2 separate regions of the Pan troglodytes genome follow, and region 2 is linked to region 1. The links are chromatin contacts, called in public HiChIP or PLAC-seq maps. All regions are on one chromosome and are shown on one strand. The core of a region is the stretch at or near the end of the contact, and the rest is flanking DNA. Distances in the headings are between cores, read along the strand shown. Region 1 holds the start of EIF4G3 (eukaryotic translation initiation factor 4 gamma 3). Region 2 holds the start of HP1BP3 (heterochromatin protein 1 binding protein 3).

Evidence for each region. HiChIP or PLAC-seq counts read pairs in DNA pulled down with a chosen protein or histone mark.
Region 2: an H3K4me3 HiChIP or PLAC-seq map of stem cell-derived excitatory neurons shows a contact between it and region 1, with 10 times the contacts expected there. The contact joins the promoter of HP1BP3 here to the promoter of EIF4G3 in region 1. A contact is called at or near these places in 1 of 7 Hi-C or Micro-C datasets (stem cell-derived neural progenitor cells) and 1 of 1 datasets of contacts at active chromatin or transcription factors (stem cell-derived excitatory neurons).

What each region holds. Positions count from the first base shown.
Region 1 is chr1:210,021,087-210,027,744 of NHGRI_mPanTro3-v2.0_pri, reverse strand. It overlaps EIF4G3 (eukaryotic translation initiation factor 4 gamma 3), which reads right to left and starts at 2,595. Exons shown (of 32, transcript XM_063785318.1): 1 at 2,464-2,595.
Region 2 is chr1:210,408,996-210,415,653 of NHGRI_mPanTro3-v2.0_pri, reverse strand. It overlaps HP1BP3 (heterochromatin protein 1 binding protein 3), which reads right to left and starts at 3,747. Exons shown (of 13, transcript XM_016955521.4): 1 at 3,615-3,747.

The DNA.
Region 1 (6,658 bases), core at 1,346-3,845:
TCTGAACTTATTAATTCAATGCAAACACAACTATACCCACATACTTTGAGGGTCTGGAGATCTATTCAAGCCATGAACAGTGCAACTCCAGCTATGCACTCCTGCCAAGATGCTTAAATGTTATCAACTTATTGAACAATGACCACTTGCGTCAAATACAAATTCCCATACTCCCTCAGGGCAGAAAAGTAGAACTGCTCTATTTCAATCTTTTTTAATCAATACCCCATTACCAGTTGATAACACTTCACCACTGGTATGTCTGATGAAATCTACAACCTATACTTCCTTTACTGTTTATATAATAAAATTTTCTATAGGCAATTGTAACCTTTCAGTGTGTAAAAGCAAAGAGAAAACAATAAGAGCTGTGAAACACATCAAGAGGAAGATTAATTTTAGCTTCAATGGCATGAGGCAAAGTAAAAACTTAAAGCCACACAAAAGTAAGTGTTCCATATGACTAAAATTGGTTTAAAATTATCTACACTGGAAATTACACTTAAATTTATCTCTTTAACAAGTGCTTTTTATTCAAAAGAAAATTAAGTTTCAGCTTTTGTAACTACTTGAATGTTGCAACCAACTCAGAGCTTTTATAAGTCCTTCTATGAAATGCACTGAGAAAAAGCATACTTGAAACACAGCTGTATCCCAAAAAGCCACCCAATTCACCAAACAGTGTCACATTCAGCACTGTGGTCCTTACTACTCTGTACATCAAGGACACCTACTACAGGTTTCCTTTCATTTCTGTTCAATTGCCAAAACAGCTCAAAGATGCAGGTAATTAGTAATTTACGTGGTGGCACAATTCAGAAACTTAAAAGTCCTAACCGAGTATAGGCAATCAAGGTAAAAAATGAAATTAGAAAGGAATTTAAACTCACAAAGTAGTAAGCAAAGACAGGTTTAAAAGATTCAACACTGAACTCTGCCTTTAAGTAGGCAAACCAGCCAACCTTCCCCCACCCCAGAGACACTGACCAAAACCAACCAGGTTTTTCATAAGCAACGCTAAGTTATCACCACACTTTCTCATCGGTGAACAATTCCTAATTGAACAGAATCATGCAGGATAAAAACATTATGAAATCAGTACACACGTCACACTGGAATGGAATTTATCTTTACACTGCACCGCGGTGCCTGGATTGAAAAACATGAACTAGGTTTAAAGAACAGAGAAAATGACACTTGGCAGAAAACAAACAATGACCTGAAATGACTCTAGAAGGGAGATTGCTTTCCCTTCTCAAAGTAATCTATACAGACAAGAATCAAACTACAGACTGTGAAATAATCTGGGGACCTCACAGCAGTTAGCTTCTTACTTGCTCAAACATCCTACAATCTCTAAAAGTCAAACGCACGATGACACAAACATAAAAACACAACACATCTAACATCCAATCATTATTTATTGATTTACACAAATACAGTGGGTGTAGGGAGGAGGTGATGCATGATGAAATGTTATTCTCAGGTACGCAATACCTTTCTAAATCTCCGTGGAATACATGAATTCAACGTTTTACCTTCACCGGCTAGTTTTTGACTAAAATACCCCATCACCAAGTCTTTTCGATCAAAGCTCTCCAAAATTCTACAATCGAGCAAATAACATGAAATTAGAAACATTCAATACTAGACTTTCTTCCAGAAGCCCTGGTAACTCTCTAGACATCAGGCCTATGAGGAGTAAATTAAAGCCCATTAAAAATATTCAGCCTAACACAAATCTTCCAAGAAGTGAGACTTTTGTGGGTGATGGGTAACGTCGGTGAACTTCCTCTTCCTTTAAAAAGGTCAAAGACAGGGAAGCGTCCGGCGTCACATTTCCTCCTCAGATCTCTACCACAAACCACATCACAACTCTCCCATTACTAAAAAAAATTATCCAGAGGAACTGCTTTCTGTACATCTTCACCTTAGACTGAAAATCCAACATACCTCGGAAACGAGCTGATTTAGTTTCAAACAAGAAATTTACCGATAAAGTTTATTATGTACTAATAATAATTAGGGAAGCCCACTGTGTCCCGCTGTAGGGGGAGCCGAGGGGAGGTGAAGAGCAGGAGGGTGTAATCCTCACAACAACCAGAGAAAAGCCTTCCCTGCAGGGTTGGTCCCAGGCACCAAGCAAATTCTGCCCAATAAAGGGGGGGAGGGTACCTTAGAGGAAGAGGGGAGAAGGCACCCCAAGCTCTAAAAGGAAGGGGCTGCAGAAGCATGGCCAAGTGGAGCTAGCTTTCACAGTATTGCAGAGGGTCTGGGGGTCCCCCCGCAGTGCTGCTGCCGGGGCACCCCAAAAGCTCCGCCCAAGCCCGATGCAGGGGCTTGAGCCGCTGTCCCTTTCCTGGCTGGGCTGTGGCGGCCGGCAGGAGGGTCCCCTGGGCTGCGGGGTCCCCCTGGACTGCGACGACGAGAACCGAAGGGCCGACAGGAAGGTGAAAAGGATACTGTTGGGGCGCCTGAGTCTGGAGGGCCCTGATGTTCGGGTGAGGAGGGGGGGCCGCTGCCGCCGCCGCCGCCGCCGCCGCCGCTGCCGCCGCTGCTGCCGCCGCCGGGTGAGGAGGCGGTACCGCTGCTGCCGCCGCCGCCGCCGCTCCGGTGCCGGGTCCGGTTCCTGCTGCAGTCGCTGTGCCTGATTTCAGAGCCGGTTTCTGCGGTAAACTCATGGCAAAGCGAAGCCACCAACCCCCCCAGAGCGGGACCGGGCGCGCCGGGGTGCAGGGGCCGGGGGCAGCGGGGGGGCGGGATGGGGGCAGACCCGGGGAGGCGGCGGGAGCGGGGGGCTGGGGGGAGCCTGGGAGGAGGAGGAGGAGGGGGCCGGGGCCGGTCACACACGCCCGACGCCGCCGCCGCCGCCGCCGCCTCCGCCGCCGCCGCCGCCGCCGGCAGCAGCAGCCGCCCCGCGGGCCAGCACCACCGGCTGCCGGTCTCCGTGACAACGCGACCCCAGGGGGGGGGCCGGACCCGGCGGGGGCAGGAGGCGGAGAGACCGGACCTTTCACGGCAATATCCTCATGGGCCGGCGGCGGGGGATCTTTATCCCCCTCCCCGGAGGAAGCGGCGCCCTTCTCGGTAGCGGGGCTCAGGCGATGCCGGTGGATTTTCTTCACTCAACGAGCAGAGCATCCAACATGGCGCTGTGGCCGCCTCCAGCAGTCCGGCAGGACGGCTGCTCGGAAAACTTCGGACTTTTTCGGAATAGCTCGGGAAACCGAGGGTGGGAAGCCTCTTCGGCTCTTTCCGGAGACTGCTAGGGGTCGGGATTCTTCGGAGACGCTCGGGTGCGTCCTCGGCCGCCGTTCGGGAGCGCTCAGGGGCTAACTCGCTTCCTCGGCAAAGATCGGCAAGGGGGGCTTCGCTGGCTTACGGTGGCGCGGGTGCGGGGCGGAGGGAGAGACCAAAGGCGAGGTCTGGCTTGCGAGAGTCGTCCCCTGCGGCCCAGCCTCGAAGAACAATGGTAATGGCCCCGGAGTCGGCTGTTCGCTGAGCCCCGCTCGCAGGGGCGGAGAGGCAGCGGCGAGGCGAAAAACCCCTGGAGAAGGAACCGCTTAACCGGAATGGAACCCGTTGGATAGGGACCCCCCGCGGGGACTTCGCGTAACCAATGCCACCCGCCGGCCTGTAACCCACGCATTTCACACCCATTGTGTCGACACTTCCTCAGACGCTCTGAGAGGTGAATGAGGAGCCCCATTTCCAGAGGACACAGAGGAAAAGTGACTAGCCCAAGGTCACCCTATTGGGAAAGGACAGAGCCTAAATCTAAATGCCACCTTCATCTGGATGAACCTTGCCGCCTCCCATATTGGCTGGGGACATGACCTGAGCCGCCATATCTAATCAGCAGCCTTAACTGAGCTCTGTGGATGGATTCAAACCTAGGCCTTCCCAAGGACTGGAGCGCCCTTTGACCAGCAGCCAGTGATCAGCTCCCCAATGTCCTATGCTGGGTGACATTTGTTGATAAGGATTTTCTTCCCAGCTAGACCTGCCAAGATCACTCCCACCCCCAACCCCGCACACCCCACTCCTTAGCAGGTGCCTTGTCCTAAGCACAGTAGCATTGAGTGGGAAAGAATGGCAGGCATCGGCCGGGCGCGGTGGCTCACGCCTGCAATCCCAGCACTTTGGGAGGCCAAGGCCGGTGGATCACTTGAGGTCAGGAGTTCAAGACCAGCCTTGCCAACATGATGAAACCTCGTCTCTACTAAAAATACAAAAATTAGCCAGGCGTGGTGGCAGGCACCAGCTACTCGGGAAGCTGAGGCGGGAGAATCACTTGAACCCAGGAGGCGGAGGTTGCAGTGAGCTGAGAGAGTGCCATTGCACACTAGCCTGGGCGCGACAGAGTGAGGCTTCGTCTCAAAAAAAAAAAAAAAAAAAAAAAAAATGGCAGGCGTCATGGAGCAATCAAGTTTTAATATAATATTTACCAGACATGGCACTAAGCGCTGTACCCTTCGTTATCTCAAGCAGTCCTGTGAAATAGGTAGTATCCATTTTACAAATGAATAAACTGAGACTGGGGAGGCTCAATACCATCAAACCACAGAAAAGCTGAGAAAATTGAGGCTCAAAACGCACAAAAGACTTCCCCGAGGTCACACCGACAGTGTGGCTGGCAGAGCTAAGATTAGAGTCTAGTTCTGACTCCTGCTATCCTGCTTCACACACTGCCTTACTATTTTGTTGTTGCTGTTTTTTGAGACGGAGTTTCGCTCTTGTTGCCCAGGCTGGAGTGCAATGGCACGATCTCGGCTCACGGAAACCTCCGCCTCCCATGTTCAAGCGATTCTCTTGCCTTAGCCTCCCGAGTAGCTGGGATTAGAGGCATGCGCCACCACGCCTGGCTAATTTTGTACTTTTAGTAGAGACCGTGATTCTCCATGTTGGTCAGTCTGGTCTCAAACTCCCAACCTCAGGTGATCTGCCTGCCTCGGCCTCCCAAAGTGCTGGGATTACAGGCGTGAGCCACCGCGCCTGGCCTATTGTTGTTTTTAATTCATATAAAGCTCTACACATAGTGGATGCTTAATTCGTGACAATCCCTGGGAGCCCCAAATGCTCCTTCTAGGATAAAAGAGCATCTGAAAGAGAGCGACACCACAACCCCCCTACGGCGTCTTTCTAGCTAGAGCTCCACAGTTTCTGACATTGAAAAGGATGCCTTATCCCCATCTCCAGACTGGAAGACAGCAGCTACTTCATACTGTGGCATCTTAAACTGTCTGGATTTGTAACACCTGATTTTTTTTTTTTTTTTTTTTTTTTTTTTGAGACAGAGTCTCGTTCTGTCGCCCAGGCTGGAGTGCAGTGGCACAATCTCGGCTCACTGCAAGTTCTGCCTCCTGGGTTCACGCCATTCTCCTGCCTCAGTCTCCCAAGTAGCTGGGACTACAGGCACCTGCCACCGTGCCCGGCTAATTTTTTTTCTCTTTTTGTATTTTTGGTAGAGATGGGGTTTCACTGTGTTGGCCAGGATGGCCTTGATCTCCTGACCTCGTGATCCGCCCGCCTTGGCCTCCCAAAGTGCTGGGATTACAGGCGTGAGCCACCATGCCCGGCCTGTAACACCTGATTATTTAGGATGGGATTTTCTGCTCCTCTCCACAATGATTGGCTCCAGGAAGAATTCCCTAGTGGTCCTTCAGTTCCCCAGATTCTCCTTTCATTTTCTGAAATCTCAGGCATCCTTATCCCAATCAAAACCTGTTCCAAGGAAAGGATTTGACTTCTCATTTACACTAGGGTGATAACAGGCTGATAATTGCCTAATTGTTATTCTTTTCTGAGCTAGCTTCATTTTCTAACTTAATAATAGCTACAAGCATCAGACAATTACTGTGTGCCAGTCTTAGCCAAGCACTTTATGAAACTTATCTGTTTTAAAACGGATAGAACTTGGGCAAAATAATGTAAAAGTCCCTGATAAGATTCTGGCCACAGGCAATCAATGGAGGAAGTTTGTAGGGAACAAAGTCAAAAAGGTAGAGCTCTGTTCTTTCAGCCCAAAGAATGGCCTTGCTCAAGTCTAGACCTCACTTGCATATATATATATAAAATATATATTATATAGTATGTATATTATATATTATATATAATATATTATATATAATATATAATATACATACTATATAATATATATAATATATAATATATATTATATAGTATATAGTATATATTATATATTATATATCAAGCAGCAGATATAATATATATAATATAATATATTATATATAATATATATTATATATAATATATGTTATATATTATGTAATATATATTATATGTTATATATTATGTAATATATATTATATATTATATATAATATATGTTATATATTATGTAATATATATTATATATTACATAATATATGTAATATATTGCATATAATATATAATATGTAATATATATTATATGTAATATAATATATTATAATATATAATATATTATATAATATAATATAATATATTATATTATATAATATATATTATATAATATATATTATATAATATATATTATATAATATATATTATATAATATATATATAATATAATATATTATATAATATATATATATATATATGATTGTTGTTGTTTTGAGACAGAGTCTCATTGTCTCCCAGGCTGGAGTGCAGTGGCAC
Region 2 (6,658 bases), core at 2,498-4,997, 390 kb before region 1:
CTGCATTTCCTTAGTAAAAGCTGTAGAACTTCAAAGGTTCAATCTGTAGTACTTTCTTTAGAATAGTTGGGTTAGTCCCAGCTACTCGGGAGGCTCAGGCAGGAGAATCACTTGAACCCGGGAATCCGAAGTTGCAGTGAGCCGAGATCATGCCACTGCACTCCAGCCTGGGTAACAGTGTGAGACTCTGTCTCAAAAAAAAAAAAAAAAAAAAAAAAAAGAGATGTTAGCCTCAGCTCTGCATTTCCTTAATAAAAGTCAAAGTCACAGAACTTCAAAGCTTCAATCTGTAGTACCTGCTTTAGAATAGCTGGGTTAATTGGCTATTTAATAAATTCACTGTTCATTACAGAGCTAAGTATATGCAACGTTAACTCACACTGCCTTAACATCACTGTACCTACGTTTTTTGTTTGTTTGTTTGTTTTAAGACATGGTCTCACTCTGATGCTCAGGTTGTAGTATCACAGCTCACTGCAGCCTCAACCTCCCAGGCTCAAGCGACTCTCCCACCTTAGTCTCCCTAGTAGCTGGGACTACAGGCACGCACCGCCATGCCTGGTTAATTTTTCTCTTTTTCGTATCAACAGGGTTTTGCCATGTTGCCCAGGCTGGTCACAAACTCCTGGGCTCAAGCGATCCACCTGCCTCGGCCTCTCAACGTGTTGGCATTACAGGTGTAAGCCACTGCATCTGACCCAGTGTACCTATTAACTAAACTTTTTACTATTGCACTCTGAATGATCAAATTTTGAGGCTGCCACACTTGTTCCTGGCAGGGATCTTATCTACCTGGTTCATTTGCTGCATACCTGATGCCTAAGAACATACCAGGCACAGAATAGATGCTCAATTAATATTTGTTAAACTAAAGGATGAACAAATAAAACTTATTTGTGTTTTCCTTTTTTTTTTTTTTTTTTTTTGAGACCGAGTCTCGCTCTGTCGCCCAGGCTGGAGTGCGGTGGCGCGATCTCGGCTCACTGCAACCTCCCCTCCCGGTTCACGCCATTCTCCTGCCTCAGCCTCCTGAGCAGCTGGGACTACAGGCGTCCGCCACCACATCCGGCTAATTTTTTGTATTTTCAGTAGAGACAGGGTTTCACCGTGTTAGCCAGGATGGTCTCGATCTCCTGACCTCGTGATCCGCCCACCTCAGCCTCCCAAAGGGCTGGGATTACAGGCGTGAGCCACCGTGCCCGGCCTATTCATGTTTTTCATCTTGGTTTTTATATGTGCCAAAAATAAACAGTCTGAGTTTACTTGTGGTTTACATGGTCCTCTTATGAACATCAGCTTGCTTAAACTTAATGTTAGAACAATAACAAATATTTGCTTTTTGTCAAGGGAAATGCTTAAATTAAATCGGTTGTTTATTTTGAGACAGAGTCTCAGGCTGGAGTACAGTGGCATGACCAGGGATCACTGTAGCCTCGATCTCCTGGGCTCAAGCGATCTCCTCCCACCTCAGCCACCTGAGTAGCTGGGACTTCAGGTATGCGCCACCACAGCCCGATAGTTTTTGTATTTTCTGTAGAGACAGGGTTGCCCAAGCTGGTCTCTAACTCCTGGATTCAAGCGATCCTTTGGCCTCCCAAAGTGTTAGGATTACAGGTGTGAGCCACCATGCACGGCTTTAAATTATTTGAATGCAAGCAATAAAAAAAAGTACTGTAGAAATAAAAAGCCCCAAATTTCAGTTTTATTTCCTCTACATTAAGAGAAAGCTGTAGAAAAGTGAGGAGTTTAACAACGTATTTCAGTTTACTGATATCCTTGATAATATGCATTTTAGGGAAAGCACTATAATTTCACATTTTACCATAAAATATATGTAATACATGTCATTAGTGATGCGCTGAACACCTCACATTGTTCCCAATCTTAAGTCATTCACTATACTCAGATTTAACGAGTCATGTCACAAAAAGCATGCCTGTAATTTGACTGCTGACACCACTTGTTTTTCATTTTCAAATTTAAGTTATATAAGCAAACATATACTCAGTGTCTGTTTTGGGCATAAATACTAAGGACACTACAGTGTCTCATCTCAATAAAATCACAATCTAACTGGGTAAGGAGTTAAAACTTTCATCCGGAAATGAAGAGTTCAGTATACGTTCTCCACTAACTTCCAGCCCTACAATCTTCCAAGTAAGCTTAAAAACAAAGCCAAAACCAACCAACCCAGCAAACTTTAAAATGTTACTTCTATTTTGAAACAAATTACACTAAACTTTTGAGAAGAGCAATGAAAAATTAAAAAGCTAACAAGTTTTTTGCCTATGTCAGGTTAAACAAAATTAGAGCACCTTTCAAAAATGACACTAGTCACCTCTCATTTCACTCTAAGACAAGACAGCGTGCTCAAAAAGCCCCAGGCGATTTTTAGACGTTATTTCGAATTGGATTCTCACTTTTTAATGCAATGCAAAGTCAGGAAGCACAATAAACAACAGAGAGAACGTGCACGCGGATGCGGCTGCACAGTTCACCCGGTCCGGTCTCCGTACGGGAGACAACTCTTTCTCAAAAAGGTTAAGTGGCTGTCCCCGGTCACAGCTGTTAATTCAGTACCAACCCTCAGATCTGGGGCTCTCACCTCACCACTCCTGCCTCCATCTCTTACAAACGCTCAGATGGGCGACTGTAACTTTCTGACGACCTACCGAGGCACCGCTCTCATTCAAACCCCACCGCCTAAGGTGGCGAGTAACCAGTTCTACGTTTCCCACCGGGGGAGCGAGACTCAAGGCCGCCGTCGCGGAGCAGCAAAGCGACAGCCGACAGTCCCGCCCGCAGAAGGCCGCGGGAAGGACGGCAAGAGCAGCGGAGACAAAGCAGCGAGGCGAGGTAGCTACAGGCCACAGCGGCGAACGCGCACGGCGGGGGAGAGCGCGGGCCGCCAGCGAGGCGGGGAAAGCTCGGACCGCGGACACCGACGGATGAGGCTGGGGCTCGGCGCGGTGACAGTTCGGGGCTCACGCTCGGCAGGGACACCGCGGCGCCCGCCCCGGCGACGGAAGCAGCGGCGGAACGCGAGCCTCGGCGCTCCGCACACTCACCACTGGGAGCTCCGTAATGGCGGCGGCGGGGGCGGAGAACCCGGGGGGCGGGCCCGCCGCAGCCAGTCACCGCCGCCGGCATCTTTCGAACCGGCTCCGAAAACCGCTGAGGGAGTGGGGTGAGGGGAGGGCGCGGGCGGACGCCGGACCGCGGCGGGCCTCGGAGCATGCGCAGCCCTCAGCCAATCGGGGCGGGCAGAGGACGCCGACGCAGGCGCGCTGGGACGCAGGGTCGCACGGCCAGAGAAGAGCTCCCCCTCCTCCCCCAAATCCAAACAAAACAAGGGCGGGAGTGCGCGCGCCGGAGGGCCCCTGAGGAGGAGTCCACCAGAAGGGCAGGGGGCTAGGTCGCAGGAGAGAGGAAGGGAGCGGGGCGGAGCGGCCGGGGAAGGGAGACAAAAGGCGCCACCTCCGGGGACCCGGGCGCCCCGCCCCCTCCTCTCTGGGAGCGGCGTCGGCGCCCCGGGCGAGCGGCCTCCGCCACTCGCCTTCGGGGCCCAGCGAGTCCGCGCCCACTCCCCGGCCGCCTGTTCGGTCCTGCGTTACCTCTGCGTTCGGCCGGTCCTGGCGCCCGCGTCCCGCACGGCCTCTCGGCGCCGCTCCCGCCGCCGCTAGTGGCCTCCGCCACCGCTGTCCTCCAGTCCCAGCCGCCGAGCTCTGCCGCCCCGCCCCCCTACCCGCGGCCCCGCGCGCGCCCCCGCCGGCCCCGCCCCCCGCGCGTGGGGTGCGAGGGGGCGCGCGGGGACGGGCGGACGCCGGCGGAGCGCGGGGCGTCGGCGCGCGTTCCCGGCGCTGCGTGGTGGCGCCCATTGCCTTGGCGTGGCGGGGCGGTGTCGGTTTCCTCGGAGGGGCGCTGCTTTCCCCCGCTAACCTTCGCTTTCTGTGCTCTCCAGGGCAGTCCCTTCTCTTAACTGGGTTTCCGCTTCTGCCACTCGTCCGCCTTTAGCGGGGCTAGCCTTTCCCGCTTCTCAGTTTAGGCGCAGCTCAAGAGCAAACCTTTTTTTGAAGACCGTAGAATTGGAAAATTAGAGAGCGGAGAATTCACTGCCTCGCACTCGCTCCCATTAAGTCTCCAGACGGTACAGGGCAGAGTAGTGACTCGGGACTCAGAACTGAAAAGTTGAAACGGGCTTTCCGGCCTCCCTAATCCTCACATGCAGGGAGAGTTCCCCAGAATGAAAACCCTGAGATTAGAAGACGGGATTCCCTTTGAATTGTCATATTACGTTGCTATCAGCGTACTTAAGCAACGTACATACGAAGGAAAAGTACAGCTCTTCAAAGCTAGTTTGGAAAGATTGTTTTTAAAGTTGCAGGTGTTGGGGGACAGGGGAGGGACTGGGTAATAAGTGTAAGGAAATACCAGTAGAATTGTCCCAAGCTTACAGTGGATGACCAGTACTCAAACGTATGTGCCAAGGTTTATAAAGACTTATGACACCATTTAAGCACTCACCCAGTCGTCTGGCCCTGCCATTAGCATAATTGTCTCACCAGCTTTCCCTGCCACAGCCACCCCACTCTATCAGTTCAAATTTCACAGCCAGCATAAAAAATTCTTTACGAGGTGTGCGTTATCATTCATATCCTGATGGCATTACCAGTCTTTAGTACTCTGGTGTCATATTCCAGCTGTTCAGAAGGGGTTTCGGTCTTTTATGCCATTCTTCATTCTGCTCACTCCCTTTGTTGTTAACGTTTCTGTTGTCTTCCTTTTCAAAGACTTCCATTTTTATGTATTCGTACATTTAAAACATCCTACCGTTCTTCTTTTACCCTAAAATGTCTTTAGACCCATCTCATGTAAGAAGCAGACTCAGATGAGAGCAAACTGGGAGATGTTTCCTCCTCCACAGATTTTTGCTTAAAACAACAACAACAAAACTTAGGCCGAGCATGGTGGTTTACGCCTGTAGTCCCTGCACTTTGGGAGGCCGAGGTGGGAGGATTGCATGAGGCTTGGGGCCAGGAGTTCGAGGCCAGCCAGGGCAACATAATTAGACCCCATCTCTAAATAAATAAGCCAGGAATGGTGGCAAAGGCCTTTAGTCCCAGCTACTCGGGAGGCTGAGGCAGGAGGATCGCTGAAGCCGAGGATTTGAGGCAACAGTGAGCTATGATCACCACTGCGCTCCACCCAGAGAGAGCAAGACCCTGTCTCAAAACAATCTTGGTGGGGTACCGTAGCTCATGCCTGTAATCCCAGCACTCTGGGAAGCCTAGGTTCCCAAAAGGAGGATCTCTTTAGCCCAGGAGGTTTAAGACCACCCTGGAGCAACATGGAGAAACCCGCTTTCTATATATGATAAAAATATTAGGCCGGGCGCGGTGGCTCAAGCTTGTGATCAATCCCAGCATTTTGGGAGGCCGAGGTGGGCGGATCACGCGGTCAGGAGATCAAGACCGTCCTGACTAACACGGTGAAACCCCGTCTCTTCTAAAAATACAAAAAATTAGCCGAGCATGGTTGCACGAGCCTATAGTCCCAGCTACTCGTGGGAGGCTGAGGAAGGAGAATCACTTGAACCCAGGAGAGGGAGGTTGCAGTGAGCTGAGATCGCGCCACTGCACTCCAGCCTGGGTGACAGGCTCCATATCAAAAAAAGAAAAAAATTAGCTGGGCGTGGTGACACACGCCTGTGGTCACCTACATGGGAGGCTGAGATGGGAGGATCACTTAAGCACAGGTGGTCGAGGCTGTAGTGAGCCGTGATGATGACACTGCACTCCAGCGTGGGCAACAAGGTGTTTCAAAAATCAATCAGGCTGGGTGTCGTGGCTCATGCCTGTAATCCCAGCACTTTGGGAGGCCTAGGTCAGGAGTTCGAGACCAGCCTGGCCAACATGGTGAAACCCTGTCCCTACTAAAAATACAAAAATTAGCCGGGCGTGTGGCACGTGCCTGCAATCCCAGCTATTCGAGAGGCTCAGGGCAGGAGAACTCCTTGAACCCAGGAGGCGGAGGCTGCAGCGAGCCAAGATTGCACCACTGCATTCTAGCCTGTCCGACAGAGCAAGTCCCTGTCTAAAAAAAAAAAAAAAAAAAAAAAAAAAAAAAAAAAAAAAAAAAAAATCAAGGCTGGGCGTAGTGGCTCACACCTGTAATCCCAGCATTTTGGGAGGCACAGACAGGGGAATCACGTGAGGTCAGGAGTTCCAGGCCATCCTGGCCAACATGATGAAACACCGTCTCTACAAAAATACAAAATTTAGCTGGGCATGGTGGTGGGTGCCTGTAATCCCAGCTACTCAGGAGGCTGAGGGGGGAGAATCCCTTGAGCCTGGGAGGTGGAGACTGCAGTGAGCAGAGATTGTGCCGTTGCACTCCAGCCTGGGTGACAGAGCAAGACTGTCTCAAAAACAAACAAACAAAAAACAACAACAAAAAATCAATCTTACTTTGTTGTTCACCACATGAACACCAAAGGAGGAAAAATCCTGAAACACATTTTTTTCCACAAGAGAGTGCACACACACACACACGGGCAGGCACTAAGGCTACCACTTACTGAAGACTGAAGTTGAAAGTTTTCTACTCAGGAATCTGAAATTTTTATTGTACATGTCTATTAGTTAAAGCACTTTACCTT